2 separate regions of the Mus musculus genome follow, and region 1 is linked to region 2. Evidence: chromatin contacts called from public ChIA-PET data. All regions are on one chromosome and are shown on one strand. The core of a region is the stretch at or near the end of the contact, and the rest is flanking DNA. Distances in the headings are between cores, read along the strand shown. Region 1 overlaps 2610206C17Rik (RIKEN cDNA 2610206C17 gene). Region 2 overlaps Fah (fumarylacetoacetate hydrolase).

Evidence for each region. ChIA-PET counts read pairs in DNA pulled down with a chosen protein or histone mark.
Region 1: an SMC1A ChIA-PET map of the G1E-ER4 cell line shows a contact between it and region 2, with 5 read pairs. The contact joins two enhancer-like sites. A contact is called at or near these places in 1 of 15 datasets of contacts at CTCF or cohesin (the G1E-ER4 cell line), 19 of 484 Hi-C or Micro-C datasets (the C2C12 cell line, CD4 T cells, DN3 thymocytes and 10 more), 2 of 115 datasets of contacts at active chromatin or transcription factors (embryonic stem cells and stem cell-derived neural progenitor cells) and 1 of 9 other capture datasets (embryonic stem cells).

The regions. Positions count from the first base shown.
Region 1 is chr7:84,721,972-84,724,920 of GRCm38.p6, reverse strand. All of the region lies in intron 1 of 2610206C17Rik (RIKEN cDNA 2610206C17 gene), which reads right to left. Among named protein-coding and RNA genes, the nearest start is that of Zfand6, 33 kb to the right of the region's middle. Within about 2 kb of position 1,645, at least 22 of the 459 cell types and tissues checked have an H3K27ac peak or open chromatin away from gene starts, as enhancers often do. A contact at or near this core is called in the G1E-ER4 cell line, where this site is marked.
Region 2 is chr7:84,585,954-84,588,817 of GRCm38.p6, reverse strand. The region is part of intron 13 of Fah (fumarylacetoacetate hydrolase); the gene reads left to right. Among named protein-coding and RNA genes, the nearest start is that of Fah, 19 kb to the left of the region's middle. Within about 2 kb of position 1,462, at least 28 of the 459 cell types and tissues checked have an H3K27ac peak or open chromatin away from gene starts, as enhancers often do. A contact at or near this core is called in the G1E-ER4 cell line, where this site is marked.

The DNA.
Region 1 (2,949 bases), core at 396-2,895, 140 kb before region 2:
AGATTCATTCAGCTACTACTAAAAGCATGGGCATGAGGAAATATAATTTCACATTCTATTATTTTGAACCTCAAAGGTCATCCCTAATTTATTATGTCTTTTGTGGCTTTATTATTATTGTTATTAAATTATTACTACTATTATTATTACTATGTTGTGGTATTTAAACTCATGCTTTTTATTTAAAAGTCTAACAACAAAACTTACATGAGAATAAAGCAAAGTAAGCTTTTATCAAGATTTTTATGGTAGGCATGTGTGTGTGTGTGTGTGTGTGTGTGTGTGTGTGTGAAGGCCAGAGGTTGATGCTGGGTATCTTCCCCAATTTTTCAATTGTTTTGAGATAGTGTTTTTCAAGAACTGGCAGCTTCCTGATTCTACTAGATTGGCTAGCTAAAAAGACCAGGGACGCTCCACCTCCCCGCCCTGAGATTTCAGGAGCACAATACTAAAGCTTAAGGTTGTTTATTTGTTTGTTTGTTTGTGTAAAAGGTGTGTGTGTGTGTGTTTACACATACTAGGAACTGAACACAGGGCTTCATGCACACTAAGCATATGAGCTACTATTGATCTACACGCTTAGCTACTGAAAATTTTTCTTTCTTTAAAAAAAGACATTGAGGAACTGAGGAGATGGCTCAGTGCATGGAGTACTTGCTCTGCAAGCATCAGAGCCTGATGTGCTATCTCCAGCACTCAGATTAAAAAAAAGCTGGACATGTCTGGAATGGTGACACACACCTTTAATCCCCGTACTTAGAAGGGAGAGGTACATGGATCTCTATCAATTTGAGGCTAGCCTCCTCTAGTTCCAGGATAGCCAGGGCTACAGGGAAGGACCCAAGTCCTGTCTCAAACAAAACAAAACAAAACAAAACAAAACAAAACAAAACAAAACAAAGGCTCAGTGTGACTTCATGTACTTCTAACCCCAGCACTGGAGGGTAGAAGAACTTGAACCCTAAAAGTGCTCTGGCTAGCCAACATAACCCAAACAGTAGGCTTCCAGTTCTATAAGAGCTCCTGACTTAAGGTGATAAAGTAGAGAACATTAGAGAAAGAAAGCTTGTATTTGGCTTCCACATGTGCATGCATAGGTATGTACACTTGTATATACTCACATGTAACACACATGTATATACACAGACATACAAACAAATAAAATTATATACATTAAAAAAAAAAAAGTATTGCTGGTAGCTGCCCCTTGAGAAGCTCACAACTAGACTGAGGTATGTGCTATTCTTTTCTTAAGCAAGTCTCACTCACACTAATAATGCCCATGTTAAAAACTATTCCTTGGTCTTTGCTTGATAAATTCCAAGTTGGCTTCATAAAAAAAGAAGAGCAGTGTTATAGCAGCTTTAAATACTATCAGGACAGTCTTCTAGTTTTGGAGGAGAGACATGAATACTGTTCTTCTAGTTCCACTTTCTTGACTAATCAGCAAGGTTGAATAAATTTACAATTTGTTTTGCCAACTTTTTTCTTTTGGGACCCATGCCTCACATATACTAAACCAACTGTTTTGGTTGCTCATCAACTATCTATTTAAAAGACAAGCAAATTTTAGCTATGACTGAGCTGTATAAAACTGATAAGCACTGTTCTGTGGTCCCGCCAGTGCTAAGCACTTGGTAGAGATTGTTCACATTTAATCAACCAAGGGAAGAAGATATCCCTATCTGCACTTTAAATTTAAGGAACTAAGTCTTAGAGAATTCACCTGGGAAGTTGAAAGACCCACACTGTGAGCCTAGCCCTGGCAGTCCACTACTCTAACCACTTAGTAACAGTGTTACAAGGGTCTTCTAATTTGAATTCTCTGAAGTTCATTGGCTGACACATTCATTTAGCAAATATTGAAGGCCCATGGGGGCAAGCACCTATCTGCCTCGTGGCCAGGGTAATGGTGAGGTTGCTAGGGAGACAGTGATAAACTCTCGCCACGGTGCTGAGCAGGAGCTGTGCTAAGACTGATAAGGGCCACCATACTAGGGGAGTGAGCGCCTAGTGGATCATGGAAGCAGTAGATGAATGGAGAGGACTGCTGATACATGCTGTGGCTTTCGTAGGAGAATGTCCGCAACCTCCTGTGAGTTAGCAGAGTTAGATGTGAGAATAAACAAGCCAACTTTACACACACACACACACACACACACACACACACACACACACACACACGAGTCTTTTCTGTAGACCAGAACTGGAGGGCAAAGGTCATGAGTGTTCACTGAAGAACTCCACGTGGTTCAGCCTCTCAGAGAAGTTTTTGGGGAAAAGGGCATGGAAAAGTTACCTAAAGAGATGATCAGAAAACGACAGAAAATGCTGTCTTTTGCACATGAGCACTAGGTTCACAGCACTGGCTGGGTATCTATGTGTCTTTTTAAATGTAAAGCAGCATTCATTAGCTTGAGACTACACATCTGTAGGAGACAAAAATGTGTTAATGGTGTTTGAGGTGTCCCGTAAATGAGTGAAATAAATGCATTCTTAAGTGAAAATTTTATTTTAGAGTAGCTTATATATTGAAATTTATTTTGTAGTTCTAAATTTATAGAAAAAAATGATTATATAGCATTCACATTTAACCTATTATTAGTATCTTGTTGTACATTTGTCACAACTAATGAACCAGCATTGGCACATTATTAACTGGAGTTACACATCATTTAGATTTCCTCAGTGTCTATGTAACATCACTCATCTGTTCTTCAGTGTCTACCCCAGGACACCAAGCTATATTTCTCCATCAGTGCAACATCAGGGTCTCCCAGAGGGTAAAGATTCTTTCTTCTCTTGTCTTAGATGACCTTAACAGTTGTCAATATCAGTCAGAAATATAGTAGAACATCTTTTGTTGGGATTGATTTTATTGTTTTCTAGTGATTAGAAGAGGAAAGCTATGGGTATGAAGCCTTCTCAGAGGACAGACTACCAAATGTG
Region 2 (2,864 bases), core at 213-2,712:
AGCCCCGTAGGCCAAGAGTACCCATCTGACACTGGAACAATCTGTCTCCTTTGTACTCACAGCCCTTCCTGGATTCTGTGTTTCTATGATATGTCCTGGGCTAGAGCCTGGGCTCCTGGGGACTTCAAGTCTTAGTGTCTACACAGGGGAATCCATTTGTATTCCTTCTCCTGCCCCAGCAGTTACCCAGTTATGGTTGGGCCTGTGTTTTCTGGACTATGTCTGAAACAATGGCCAGGGTCTGACCTGGAACTGGCGTCAGGGAGGGCATGAGGTAGTGCCTGGAGGTCTCAGCAGCCCCTTTCCAGGAGGTTGGGGACCTTGTATCTTTTGTTACCATTCTGCCTTCTAAACATTTATTAATAGCAAGGAAGGCACTGTCTTGGTCCCAAGACCACTTCTTGGAATCAGAAACATTCCAGTGACCTCCCAGGGACTCACCCACAGTGTGATCATTGTGGTACTCAACATTCTGAGACTCAGTTGGTCTCACTTTGATAAGGCCAAGTTGGTAAAAGATCTATAGGATAATATCAACAGTTTTGCCCTCAACAGATGTGCATTGGGACCCTACCCATGGAGGGTATCCTGAAACTCCAGAGATGAGGACACTGGCTCACACTGCTGTATCATCAGTGGACTGTGTTGTACAGGGTACACAGTGAGATTGGCACTTTAGACAGTGAATAAGCAAGTCTGATTTCCCCTCTAGGCAACTGATCCCAATTCTTTTCACCTCCAGGCAAGTGACCTGTAGAGTCCCAACTCTTCTCATCTTCAGGCCATCTAAAGCATGCAGTATATGTTTCAACTAAAATACTTGGGTTAGTGATGATGTGTACCCAGGTCTTCTTGCTCTCTGTTGTTTTACACAGCTGTTTCCAGAGAGCTCGGCATCTTAACCTTTCTTTGATGGGATCCTCTCTGAGGGGCATTCCTCTGCCAGGCCTATAACCATCTCCTACATTCCCACCCACTCTCCTCTCAGCCCACTACAACCCATTTCCTCTTGTGTATCTTTTGGTTCCCCATACTTCCTTGATGTGGTCCTGGTACCAATAGTCTACCCTGTGAACTGGAACCTTGGACCCATTTCCTTATGGTCTGATGAATATCTCTGTGCAGTTGGCATACTCTACATATCCCACTGATGCCCAGCTGGATCTCTCACAAAGCCTCCACAGTAGACCCGTCAGTCCTGCCCACAGGATCCTTAGGCTTGCTCCACACTGCTCCTATCCTGCCAAAGATCCTCTCGCAGTACCCCTCTGCTGCCTCATATAGTCTATCCACTTGGCATGCGATTCTGTGTGGTCCCACTTAGCCTCCTACCACAGAACCTCTATCATAGGACCACATTCCTTAGAGCCTGTGGACCCTCAGCCTCAGCCCTGCGCAGCCTAGTTCAGCCTCCTCTGTCACACAGGCAGTCACCTCTGTCCTCTGCCAGCAGTTCACTCAGTGTCATTCTAGTCAGCAGCATCCCTATCAGCTCCCATACCTAGCCAAGGGCTCCTGTCCATGTCCTGTTATGCTGTGATAAGGGCTCATGAGCTCAATGGTCTTATCTTACAGTGCTGGAGGCAGAAATCTGATATACAGGCAGTGAGGAGGCTGCACTCCTTCCAGAGGCCCCTGAGAAAGGCCCATTGGCTGGCCTTAGGCATTATAAGTCACACGTAGATGATTACCAGTATTGAGGCCTTGTGTGTAGGCCATATGCAACCTGTTCAGGACCTTCCTCTGGAGATGCCAAAGGCTGGCTGTATTTATTAGATGTCTACAGAGCACAGCTGTGTTAGAGGTATTTCTATTTCCACTTCAGTTTTTACTCACCCAAGCCTTTTGGAAATGTGTCATTGTCCCAGTTTTGCAAAGTGGAAAAAAAAAAAAAAGCTAGGAGAGAATAAGGGAGGTGAATCATGGTAGATCACACAGATGGCAAAGGCAGGATACGGTTCCTGTTGTAAACTGCTCTCTCTAAGGCTAGACCCCTGTATGTCAAACATGTATTCCAACCGCTGCATGCCAGTTTTGTCTGGTATTGCTTCAATGCCTGCCAGTCAACCCAGGTTCTTGTTGTGGTCCTGTGGACTGGGTGAAAGTACCTTTTGAAGTGTTGATGTGGAAATGAGGGAGGAGGGGGGAGGTGGATTGGCTGTTTAATGTCAGTATGACAGGACCTGAATAAGCTTTGTCTAAAATATAGTCCTGTCCAGGCAGCTGTCAGCCCTGGGAAAGGGGACCCTGGGGCTGAGACAGAGCCTCATTGTGTCCTTGATGGTTTACCACAGAGGCCAAGGAGAATTCTTTTCTATGTGGTTGTGGGAAACAGAATCCACACGTGTCCTGGTTTGTCCTCCCTTGGCCATGGGGCACTGTATACTTCATGCTGCCCCAGCCCACCCTCCAGCCTCCATGAGCCTCAGGATCTAGAAAAGTAACTCCATTGAAGGAGTTTTAAAAATCTGTATTAACTTGATCTGTCACTACCCTACAGAAAACTTCTGCCTGTTCATTTTCACCAAGACTGACTCAACCTCTCTTAAGATGGCTTCTTGGAGGCCTTTGTTACTGTCTTCTTATGGTGGTGCCATCATGACAGCCTTATAGAGCAGAACTAACCAATGCATGCCATGCCTGTTTGGTGAACTCCTCACTCATCAAAGCCTGGCTCACACATTTCTTTCTCTCTGCACCCTTCTTACCATGATGTTCTGCCAGTACACATTTATCCCCCATATCTTGTCTGGTCCTGATGCTCCCACTAAATAGACCTTCCTTTAAGACAGAGACAGGCTTCTCCCTACCTTACTTAGCCTCACACCTGTTGACGAAGAATGGAATAGAATAAATCATATTTA